Regions from separate parts of the Mus musculus genome. Here regions 1 and 3 are each linked to region 2. Evidence: chromatin contacts called from public HiChIP or PLAC-seq data. All regions are on one chromosome and are shown on one strand. Each heading gives the region's core, a stretch centred on a gene start, on an enhancer-like site or on the middle of the called end of the contact. The rest is flanking DNA. Distances are from core to core; before and after follow the strand shown. Region 1 holds the start of Sesn2 (sestrin 2). Region 2 holds the start of Wasf2 (WAS protein family, member 2). Region 3 holds the start of Dhdds (dehydrodolichyl diphosphate synthase).

Region 1 (3,800 bases), core at 209-2,708, 620 kb before region 2:
TCATACACCTTGGGACTACCACTGTACCTATTTCCAGCCCCGGCAATAGACCTTCCACACTGCTCTAGGCTTAGAAAATCAAAAAGGATCAGTATCTTCTGCAGTGCCAAGCATTCTCCAAAATCCTAGTCACACACAGTCCAGAGAATGAGGGCTAGGCCTCTCTCTGTCCCTTTCGGGCCTCAATTTTCTCATTCTGTAAAATGGGGTTAAAATACGTTTTGTATTTGCTGTCTTTGTCAGACAAAACCTATATCCTGGCATCTAGTAGGTGCTCCATACACGACATAGACTATGTCCACTATCGAGACTGCTGGGAGGGAGACGGGGGCTTTATACTGGCATTATACCTTGTCTCCCTGTGAAGTCTCTCTACGCTCTGAGGAGACAGCAAAACAAACTTTGAGGACCCCAGAACAATTTAATAGGAAGCAATCTATCAAGGGACCAAGGGTTATCCGCTTTCTCCCCTAGCTCTCTCAGGCTGCCGCCGCCGAGGATCAGGCCGCCAGCCAGACCCATAAAGCACTCGGACCAGTCTCCAGATCGGGGGTGCAGGTAAGGACTGAAAAAGGGAATCGACCTTCCCTGGTCAGTCCCAGGTGGTTTACTCCCTTCGCTGAGCGACAGGACCAGAAACCGATCCTAGAAAGAGCTCCCAGCCCGCCTGCCCCCACCGAGAGGAAGGGATTCTGCGGAAGGGGGCGGGGAGGAGGAGTGGTCGGGTCTCTCCGGCCGGGATTTGCCTGGACTTGAAGACGCTCGCTTTAGCAGAGAACAAACCCAAAGAGCCACGAGAAGGCGTCCCCTCTCATTGGCCAGGAGTCCGAAGGAGCCAGGGAGGGCTCCGCATCCCCCTCCCTCCCAGGGTGGTAGTGGGGAGGGTAAAGAGAGAGAGGGCAGTGGGGAGGGGAAGGGAGAGCGGAGGCTGCAGTTGATGCAACCCTAGCCCTAGCTTACGTGCTCTCAGACCCTAAGCCCGGGGGGAGCGCACCAGACTTAGACCGGGTCTGCCCGAAGCTCGGCGGTGGCTGGAGGAGAGCGGGTTCGCCCGGCTGTTGCTTACCTCTCGGGTCTCGGGGCCGGCCACACCACCCCTGGTGAACGGCAGGTAGCCCTTGATCTCGGAATGGCACTCGGAGTCCGCTACGATCATGGTGTACGCCAGGACCCGGCCGCGGCTCGTCCGCGCCTGGGACACCCGAGGGGTCTAGGTCGGGCGCGCACAGGAGGCCGGGACTAGGGGTCGCCGGGGAAGCTCGAGATCCCCGGGCTGTCTCTCGGGATTAGGAGAACCGGCGCTACGGCGATAGACACTCCTTTCAGCCCAGCTTGGAAAACTGCGGCCGGCCTCGGAGGCCTGAGATTGGCCGCGGCGCAGAGGTTTTCACGGCCCGGAGTGCCTCGGAAGTCCGCAGTGGCCAGCGCTGCTCGGGAAGCCGGCGCTCCTCACCATCCCCACCACGGAACTGCCAGCGCTCGCCCGGCTCTGTCAGCCCGCTGCGGTCCCTGGGGGAGGGCGGGGACACAAAAGTCCCACGGCGCAGCCAATCAGATGCCTGTTTCTCGGGGAGGCGGAGCCGACACCTCCCTCCGGAGCCAACCTTCCGTCCAATCAGCATCGACAAGCGCCTGGGAACTCTGGGAGCTGTAGTTGGCCTCGCACAGATGCTGCAAACTTTTGCATGAAGGCGTTAGTCAGGTCTCTGGCAATACCAGATGAGAGTGACAGCCCAAGGAGTCATTAGGGCTGCGTGATGAAACGGGACTTCACGGGGCTGGGCCAGACAGCCAGGTGTGAAATCCCTTCTGAGTAAGTTCTTCAGCTTTCCAGTTCCTGGAGGGACTGGTTAGGTCTGCAGAGAGTTCTAACCACACACATCCAGTTCTTCTAATTATAGATCAAAACCCACAAATTTGAAGCCAAGAGCCACCACCCTGTCCCCTCAGGCCCTGAGGGATCTGCACCTTCAGAAACACTAAACCAAGGAAATCACCTTATTTGTGGAGTCTCTGGAAAAGCCCTCACTGAAATACCCTTGACAATCTCAAATTTAATCTCAATCCTCATTGCTACAATTTCCCCTCTTCTGTCCTGCCTTGGGTGCCTTCACACCGCCTTCCACCCTCCAGGCACTCATGGAAACTTTGTAACTTAGGTGTTTGGCTTGATCTATTTCTCACTTCTCCCTCTGGCCACTCCTCTCTGACTCCTCTTTTTCCATCCACTCCCTAAACGTGGGTGCTCTCCTAGTTTCTGTTTTTAGCCCTCTTTTTCTCTAGACATTCACTCTCATGACTTCCCTACACTCACCTCTTCCATCCAGATCTCAGCACTTTACCCTTGATTCACCCATTCACTTCTACTCATCTCCTTCGCGGTTTTTCTTCAGGCCTCTCCCGTTTCAAGTTTCTCTTTATTCTGGTTAAGGAGTCCTAGACAGAGCTGGAGCTGATTAATCCTCTCAGTTCCTGCCTGAAATAGTCTTGAGTTTAGGCTTATGATACCAAAGGTGATCTCCTGACTTGGTCTAATGCCTTCTGTAGGGAAGGGAGTTCACCTGCATGCTCCTTAGAGCCCTAAACTCGGGCTGGACCTTTCTCTCTGTGTTTTAATACTTTCCATACTGTAACTTGTGTTGTCATATTCTGTGTATTTGTCTTATCTGAAAGTTTTTATTATAAACTTGTTGAGGGCAGTGTCTACATTTAGACTTTTTTTTTTTCTTTCTACCTTATGCCACCTGGCACAACGTGCTTCTAATAATATACCCTTGGCCACTGAATATCCCTTTGGGTTAATTCTTTTCTAAACAACTCTATATCAGATTCAGCTTTCTCCTTAAAAACATAGACTCAGCCGGGCATGGTGGCACACGCCTTTAGTCCCAGCACTTGGGAGGCAGAGGCAGGTGGATTTCTGAGTTCAAGGCCAACCTGGTCTACAGAGTGAGTTCCAGGACAGCCAGGGCTACACAGAAGCCTGTCTCAAAAAACCAAAAACAAATAAACAAACAAATGCATATACTCTGTGGGATGAGGATAGAGGATAATATTACAGTGTCCACTTAGGACCCCAAGGCCTTGGATTCTATTCCCAATACCACACAGACACACGAACAGAAATAACAATAATGTCAGTAGCCAGGCTACATTTTTTTTTTCAGTATTATTTCATCAGCTACTGAATAAAGTGAAACCTCTAGGTGGATCCTCAAGGCCTGCCAAGATACGTTTCAGCCTACATCTTCAGTCTTATCTGTCACACCCATGATCCTTCAACTTTTTCAATACTCCTCTGCAAGTTCTACTCCTTGAAGTGACAGGGAGCCTTTAGAGCTTTCATCCTGTTGGGGGCCTGAGTGAAGCCTTCAAGATGCTGCTCCCTCCGGAAGCCCCCTTCAGCCCTGCTGAAAAGTCACCTTGCCCCTGCTCCTCAACACCTTTAACCTCCTCCTGGCTCTGCTTACCAAACACATGGAGCTTCAGTACCGCATTTACAAGCCTTACCCCTTCCTTCCAGTTAATGGACTTTATTACCAGCCATGTGTGAAGACACTTCCATTTAGAAAGGTAAAACTGATTGTCAACCACACTGCATTTTTTTTTTTTTGACTGCATTAAGCTGTGGAAAACATCACTTAAAGCAGTAATCATGTCTATCTCTGGATCACTCCCTCAGTGGCATGGCATATTATACTTTTGTTTTCAGTACTGGAATTAAACCGTGGTCTTACACATGCTAGGAAATGCTCTCTTGAGCTACTCCTCCATCTCTCCAGTGCATATTTTTAAACGAA
Region 2 (3,750 bases), core at 1,022-3,521:
TGGCTCGGTTTATTTGGTGGTGTCTGCCTTTCTGAAGTCTTGAACTTCAGGGAGGGAAAAGGACTTGGACATACACACCAGAGCGGCCCTCGATGGCCAGACCAAAGCAGTCCTCAATGGCTAGAGCTCTGTTCTAAGAGTGGACAGACCTGAACAAAGACCTGGGGATGTCCAGTGTGCTGGCAAATGTCTCTAATCCCAGCCCTGGGAAAGCAGGGGCAGGGAAAGCAGGGGCAGGGCCAGAGGCAGAGAGGCAGAGGCAGAGAGGCAGAGGCAGAGAGGCAGAGAGGCAGAGGCAGAGGCAGAGGCAGGGAGATCCCTGGAAGTTTCAGGCCAACTTGGCCTACACAGTATTCCAGAACAGCCAAGAGCTACATAATAGAGAGACCCTGTTCCAAAAATAAAAATAAAAATAAAAAAGATCCAGCATCCGGCCACCTCACTGAGGGCCCCAGTGAAATTTTCGTTTGGCTTCTGTTTGGGTTATTCATTGACCGGTCATCTCTTTTCTCTTCACTTTTAGAACGCTAGGAACAAGTTGACCATATCTCTGGGGGCACTTTTCTTCTTCTTTTTTTTTTTTTTTTTTTTTTTGGTTTTTTGAGACAGGGTTTCTCTCTGTAGCCTTGGCTATCCTGGAACTCACTCTGTAGACCAGGCTGGCCTCGAACTCAAAAATCTGCCTGCCTCTGCCTCCCAAGTGCTGGGATTAAAGGCGTGTGCCACCACTGCCTGGCCACTTTTCCACAAGAATATTGGTCTAGCTGGTTTTACAGTGACCAGAGTGAAAGAAACAGTCACCCAGCACCCTTAGGACCATCCTGGCCTGTTAAGGGGATGAGAAAAAAAAAAGCCATTTTCAGGTGACAAGATGTCACAGAGTAAGAAATACAGGAATAGATGCTAAGTGGTGTAGGTCTGAGTTCTGTGGTCATTTCCAACTAGCTGGGTGGCTGCGGGAAAACTGTATCAAGTATTCAGGGTGTTGTATGTGTGCGTGTATGTTGTATGTGAGGATGGACCAGTGCAGGCCAGAGAATCACCTCAGGTGCTGTTCTTCAGGCAACTTTTACCTTGGTTTTAGTAACTGGCTCTCTCATTGGCCCAGTCTGGAGGAGCAGGCTAGGCTAGGCTGGGCCTGTGAGCTAGAGCTCTGCCTGTCTCTGCCTCCCCAGCGCTGCGAAGTCAGTATCATCGGGCCTGTTAGGCTTTGTTTGGAATCTGAGTTCTCAAACGCAGGTCCTCATTCTTTCAAAGCAGCACTTTACTGACTGAGCCGTGTCGTGTCGTGACCTCCACCCCACCGCCCTCACACCGTGCACCCTTTTTGAAAGGAAGCAAAGAGGGAGGCAGACGTGGCGGTAACAAAGCCTGCCTAAGATCCATTCTTCCACAAGAGGCCAATACCTGCTCTACAGAGATGCTCTAGTATACTAAATGTGCTAAGCCGGACTCGTCACGTTGTCACCCAGCCGCAGCATTTTGTATTCTATAAGTCACTTGGGAGTGTATTCTCAAACTGCCCACCTTCATGGACTGGGACGTGCCAGGGCCTACTGCATCTATTTTGTAGAACAAAGTGAGAACTAGGTAGGCAGCAGTTGTCCGAAGTTGCAGAGTGAAGTGACAGGTGTTTGGCTCACCTGACAGTGGCCTCTCAGAACTAGCTCCCAATCTCAGGATGCCAGCTTCACCCGAATACCTATCCTTTGGGGTGAGCTGAAGCCTATGACTCACTCGCCCCCACCCGACTTTCGGTCCCGCTTGGGACAAGGCGTGAAGGGACAGAACGATCTGCCACTTGAGGGGTGTCTACAGAAAGTTCATAGGCTCGGCCTGTTCTTTACACAAAAAACAGGCTGGCTCTCTGGACTCTAATAAAAATAAATCGTGTTTCAATACATGTTAGCCGAGGTCTTTCCCTGTCTTAGCAGATATTTTTGTACTTAAACTTGGGCGTCGATGTACCTTTAGTCCCATCTCCACTTCACTTGGTTTGTCCTCGCCTCTGTTTACTCCGATTGCGGAAGTCGCTCGGGTGGAGTTCCCGGGACACTACCTTTGAATACGTCTTTTGCGTACTTATTTAATTGGCATTGGATTCAGACCAATGGGATAGCTGGGGGCTCCGGGCGGGTGGGGCAGGGAGCCAATCAGAACGGTTGGCGGGGTGTGGCTGCGTCCCGGGGCGGGGAAATCGCGTAATGGCGGACTCAGGCCGGTGGAGTGCGGCTGGGGGCGTAGCGCGCTGAGGGGGGCGTCCGGCTGAGTAGCAGCCCGCGAAGCAGTAGGCTGGAGCGTTCTCCGTGGGGACGCGGACCGGCTGCCCAGCCCTTCATGTCGCTGAGGGCGACTGCGCGAGGTCAGGTGAGCAACAAGTCCCCCTGGGCGCGCCCGGCTGTGAGAGGCGAGCGCCGGCCCGGCCACCCCTGCAAGGGTCCGGTGGCACCGGGTGTCTGCTCTGACGGTCGCTGGTGCGGCTCGTGTGTTGTCAGCGCCGTGGCGACACCTCAGGGGTGGTGGTGACCCAGAGTGCCCTTCGGAGACTAGGGAGGGTCGGCGAAAGTGGCCCTACCACCAACCCACTGTGTGTTCTTGAGCAAGTCACTTCCGTCTTCGGGCCTCAGTTTACCATTTGTAAATAGACTTCACCGAAGCCTGTGAATTGGGTCTCAGCAACTCCCCGAGCTCCTGGACAAGTTCATCTCCAGGCTGAGCCTCAGTTTCCATATTTGGACCATAAAGTAATTGAGGTGCTCTTTGGGGACCCTGGCTGCTAGGCTGGGGGTAGGGACATTGTGGAGGAGTGTGTGAGCACGCGCACATGTGCACAGAATGAGCCCTACAGAAAGGAGCCTTGGCTTACGGGCCACTGGTACCAATGCATGGGTGCTACCCAGATCGTGACAGGGAAGGGCTAAGTCCTGTGGTCCTTTGAGATGAGGAAATGTTCATAGATTCAGAGATCAGGGGTTACCCTTGGCGTTTAAGCCCAGCACTGAAGAGGAAGAAAGCCAAGGAAAATGTTAATGGTTGTCCTACTATGTGCCAAACCTTAGGTATAAGTGCTTGTTTAGTTTTTCCAGCTGTCCTTGTAAGTTTACTGGTGAGGAAGTCAAGTAGGTTTCAGAGAAGTAACTTGCTCAGGGTGACACCGGAACGTGTGGCACTTACCAAAGTGAGGGTGTTTCCTCTGGGAAGCACCGGGCGCGCAGGGATAAGTTAGTGTTCTCTTACAAAGTTTGCTTTGTCATAAATGGAGGGAGGGGTCTAGCCTGGAGAGTTGATTTCACTTTTGGTGTGGAGACAGGCTAGGTCTTAAGCTCAGGATTATTAATTATAAGCCCATCTCCTTTTCTTGCTTTGTGACTAAGGAAGGGCCATTTCTGAGTGTTAAAAATCACTTCGAAGTGTGTCAGGACAGCAGAGGATTCCGTTTGAGTCCCAGGCAGGTGTCACCAATATTTGTTGTATAGAGACATGAGTTTTGACTCCAGGTGGTGTCATCAGAGTGTCTTTCTCTCCTCTGTACAAAGGCTACATTTTATTGGGAGGGAGAATTTATCCATCTGTTGTATAATTTCTTTGGGTTCCTTGGGGCTAAAGTTTCAATGGCCTGCCTGTGTTCAAGTGTAGCCTTTCTTTCTTTGTTCTTTCCTTATCTTGCAGATGAGTAAAGGCAGTGGACTTTGAGTAGGAGTAGCTGGGTACCTTAGCCCTTAAGTTTTCCAAACCGCCAGAGCTTTGGGT
Region 3 (3,973 bases), core at 914-3,413, 870 kb after region 2:
TTAGGCAGGGAATAGAAAGTGAGATGTCAGTAGAAGAAAGAACTCTGGGAAAGAAGGAGGGGAGAGCTTTGCTGGGAAGACATCATGAACAGGATGCGTGCACCTGAGTATAGGTGACCAGCCAGGTGGCACAAAGTAGGCTCAAATAAATGGCATAGTTTAAATTATATCTAGTCAGAGAAGAGCCTGGCTATATGACCAAGGTATTTGTAAATATATTTTGAAGCGGAGTCTTGTTTCTGGGAGCACGAGGGTGGGAGGACGAACCAGGGCCTGACTTCTACAGCTCTCTCCTTCTGCCATGTAAGCTGTGAGAGCCGAATCCAGGTTGCCACACTTGGTGGCAAGAACCTTTATCCGTTGAGCCATGAGCCATCTCTCACGCTCATCCCTCCTCTCTCCTCTGCCTTTGTCTCCTACACTTATTTTTGCCAACACGAGGCAAAGTTTCCTAAGGAGAGAGTTTTCATTTTTTGGACTCCCTGTGATTATTTGACATTTGTAGGTATGTGGAAATACAAGGCTTACTGACGCAAATTCACTGTTAAAACACTGCTCGACAGTCTGTATCTAAAAACTAAAGCCAGGCTGACTGGCTTGCATCCAAACCTCTCTCAGGCACAGAATATGACATGGCTGTGACTCCTGATGGGGGCCTTTGATGGTTGAGCTGGTAAAGGTACTTGTCCCAAAGCCCGATCCTGAAAGCTGTTCTCTGTACTCTAAATGTACACTATATATCACCATACTAAGATAAATAACGGACTGGCACTAGATATTGTGCCACGTTCTTTGTGTATTTCTTTTTTTTAATCCTCAAAAAAGACAAGTTTGTTAAGCCACATGGTTGGTAAATAACAGTTTTCCTCACGGATGTCTGTCTCTAGAGCAGATGGTTAAAGTTTTAACCATCAAAGAACCATTAACTCAGAAGACACTGCAAGGAGAAACCGATGGAAACGCTGGGGCAGTGGTTCTCAGCTGTCCTTATGCTGTGAGCCTGGGATATAGCGCCTCAGGTGCTGACTTCAACCATGAGAGTATTTGCACTGCTACTTTATAACTGCCATTCTGGTACTATCGGAAATCGTAATGTCAGATACCTGATATCCGACCCTGTGAAAGGGTTGTTCAACCTCTGAAGGGGTTGGGACCCACAGGTTGAGAACTACAACTCTAGTGAGACAAATTTCTGTTCCCTCCCATTCAGAGTCACAGTCTCTCTTCCTTTTTCAAACTCAGAGTCTTGTGAATACCAAGAAAGCACCTGACCAGTGAGCTCTTTTGACACTCTCAACGGCACAATTCAGTTTTCCAGAAGGAAAATCTAACAGTCTATGTGATCTAATGATATTAAGAGACCCTGATTGGCCTTAAAAAAAAAAAAAAGTCACACAGTACAATAAATACTAGAAATGCAGCCCTTCAAACTACATTATAATTTCAAGATTCTCTCTTTACTAAATTCTACTTCATTGGGATTGCTACAATTTAATAATGAACTACTCAACTATCCAAAAGGTCAACTTTTCCCCCGGGGTACTGCTCACCTTTATGATGTTAGCACAGAACCGTTCCCACAGTGACAGCTCTCCTTCTTTGATCCATGACATAGTTCTTGCTATGTCAGAAATCACACAAGAACAACAACAACAACAAAAAACAGCCAGATAACCTTGAATAAATGAAAAGAGAGAGAAGTCATCCTTGCTTGCAATAAAACTGACTAAAGAGACTCTGCTGGACTGTGGCAGGCAACACGCGTCTGAATCCAGAGACTGTTCTAATCCGCTCAGGCCTCTACAAGCCAACGGGAGACCTTTGGAGCAAGGTAGTTCCCACTTTCTTATCCTTACGTGCACTGATTTCTTCCAAATATCCTGCCACATCATGGTACCTACATCTTGCTTGGTCAATCCCCACAACTTCCTTCTCTATTGCCCCGCAAACCATTGCTCACTCTAAGCTAACCAATCACTACCCTCCTTGGATGCCGCATCTGTTACCTCAATGGTCACTCTCCCGGCTGGACTTTAGTGTTTCCCGCAGCTAACTCCACATCCAGCTTCCCCTCCTCTGGGTCTCTGTGTTTACTCCCCACCTAGGACGCAGGAGAAGGCGCTTTTCCACCACTCCCGGGCGACTTACGACTTGGCGCTGAAAGAACACGTCACCTCTACGTGATTGGCTCCGCCTCCTCCGTCCGTGGTGGGCGGGGCCGCCCCTGCGTACTCGGGGGCGGAGCGGTGCGAGTTCTTGCGAGTTGGCTATTGGTGGCCGCTCTCGCGGGGCGTGGAAACAGCGCCTGGGAGGCCGAGGTCACGTGAGCCGATACTCCTACCTCTTGGGTCTCCTATTGCAAGCCCTGCACGTTAGGCGAGTTGAGCCTGAGGGATCGAGATGTGTTCGGCCCACGCATTTGCGTGGTCTCAGGTGTTGTGGCAGTTTGTTAGGGAGAGAGGATGCGGTTGCTCCACCTCAAAATTGAGTTTCTCTATGGATGATCGCAGTGCTTATATTATGGGAGACACGGTAATGTCGTATTTTGACAGTCCTCCTACCTCAGTCTCCCCAACTGCTGGGGATATGGACGTAAACCATGGAAGTGAACTGCGTTTATTTAAAAATTTGTCTTGGGCTGGAGAGGTGGCTCAGAGTTTAAGAGTACCGACTGCTCTTCCAGAGGTCCTGAGTTCAATTCCCAGCAACTACATGGTGGCTCACAACCATCTGTAATGGGATCTGATGCCCTCTTCCGATGTGTCTTAAGACAGCGACAGTGTACTCACATACATAAAATTAATCTTTAAAAAAACAAAATTGTCTTAAAAGTGTTCTTTTAGCCGAAACTGATGGCACGTCGTCACTGAACTCAGCACTCAAGGCTGAGGCCATTTGAATTAGTTAATGTCTTTTCTGCTACGTAGTAAATTTAGTCACCCTGATCTAGGGGATACTGTCTCCTCAAAAAATTCTGACGTGTTTTTTTACTTGTCGCCTTTTAATGCTGCTAACGCATCAGAAGGGTTTCTTGCGCTGGTCACTTTTGGGGAGCGATGCAAAGCAACTTTATAATTTGCAGATTCCGAAGACCCACGTTAATGAACTTAGGAGGACAAGTCAGAAAGAGCTTTACTCTTAGGACTTCCAAAACCACAATCCGTAGCATTTGGGAATAGAGCCCTAGTGGTAGAGTTCTTGCCTAGCAGGCTAGAAGCCCTGGGTTCAGTTTCCAGCCCAGTATAAAAAAGCATGGTGGCAGCGAATGCAGGGCAATCAGCAGTTTAGGTCACCTAGGGCGTTTGAGGCTAGCGTGGCCTACACAGGAAAACTCAACCTCAAAACTAAACAAAAATAGAAACAATCTTAAACATACAACAAAACACCATAAGCCACTTGTGGAGAGCTTTGGGGGTCAAGCAAGAACTCAAAAGCATTAGCTGTATAGCTAGTCTGAAGGACTTTTAGATACCTAACAGAACAAACTTGGGCCTGGACTGGGCTTCGGGAAACTTGCCTCCTCAAAAGTATTATCATCATCATCCATTGTCTTGCCTCTTGATGTATTTAATGATACAGGGAAGAAGTTGTTCTGCTTTCACACACACACACACACACACACACACACACACACACACACACACACACACACACACAAGCCAAAAAACTGAACTTTCAGTATCTGATGCAACTAGTATTTCTTTCAAATCATACTTGCATCTGTAATAGGGTTTCACAATTCCAACGAACCTTTTTTTTTTTTTAAAACTTTTGCCCCGTAGGCTCAATGACACAGGGTAAGATGTCACCTGTCGAGCTTTACCTGAGGAAGGCACAAAACGTGCATGACTCAACAAAGCTGTAGAGATGAATGGCCCATTCATCAGCTCTCACTTGTCCTCCCTTTGTGAGCCCTGAAGCTTCTGCCAATAACACCATTTTCTCAGGAAGACCTCTTAGCTCACAGAAGCCT

What was found. HiChIP or PLAC-seq counts read pairs in DNA pulled down with a chosen protein or histone mark.
Region 1: an H3K27ac HiChIP or PLAC-seq map of microglia shows a contact between it and region 2, with 4 times the contacts expected there. The contact joins the promoter of Sesn2 here to the promoter of Wasf2 in region 2. A contact is called at or near these places in 2 of 115 datasets of contacts at active chromatin or transcription factors (embryonic stem cells and microglia).
Region 3: an HNF4G HiChIP or PLAC-seq map of pancreatic cancer cells shows a contact between it and region 2. The contact joins the promoter of Dhdds here to the promoter of Wasf2 in region 2. A contact is called at or near these places in 2 of 115 datasets of contacts at active chromatin or transcription factors (embryonic stem cells and pancreatic cancer cells).

Annotation. Positions count from the first base shown.
Region 1 is chr4:132,508,998-132,512,797 of GRCm38.p6, forward strand. Sesn2 (sestrin 2) reads right to left here and starts at 1,459. Exons shown (of 10, transcript NM_144907.1): 1 at 1,067-1,459. The coding sequence starts at 1,156.
Region 2 is chr4:133,128,362-133,132,111 of GRCm38.p6, forward strand. Wasf2 (WAS protein family, member 2) reads left to right here and starts at 2,272. Exons shown (of 9, transcript NM_153423.6): 1 at 2,272-2,367.
Region 3 is chr4:133,998,719-134,002,691 of GRCm38.p6, forward strand. Dhdds (dehydrodolichyl diphosphate synthase) reads right to left here and starts at 2,164. Exons shown (of 9, transcript NM_001362959.1): 1 at 2,007-2,164; 2 at 1,551-1,675. The coding sequence starts at 1,613.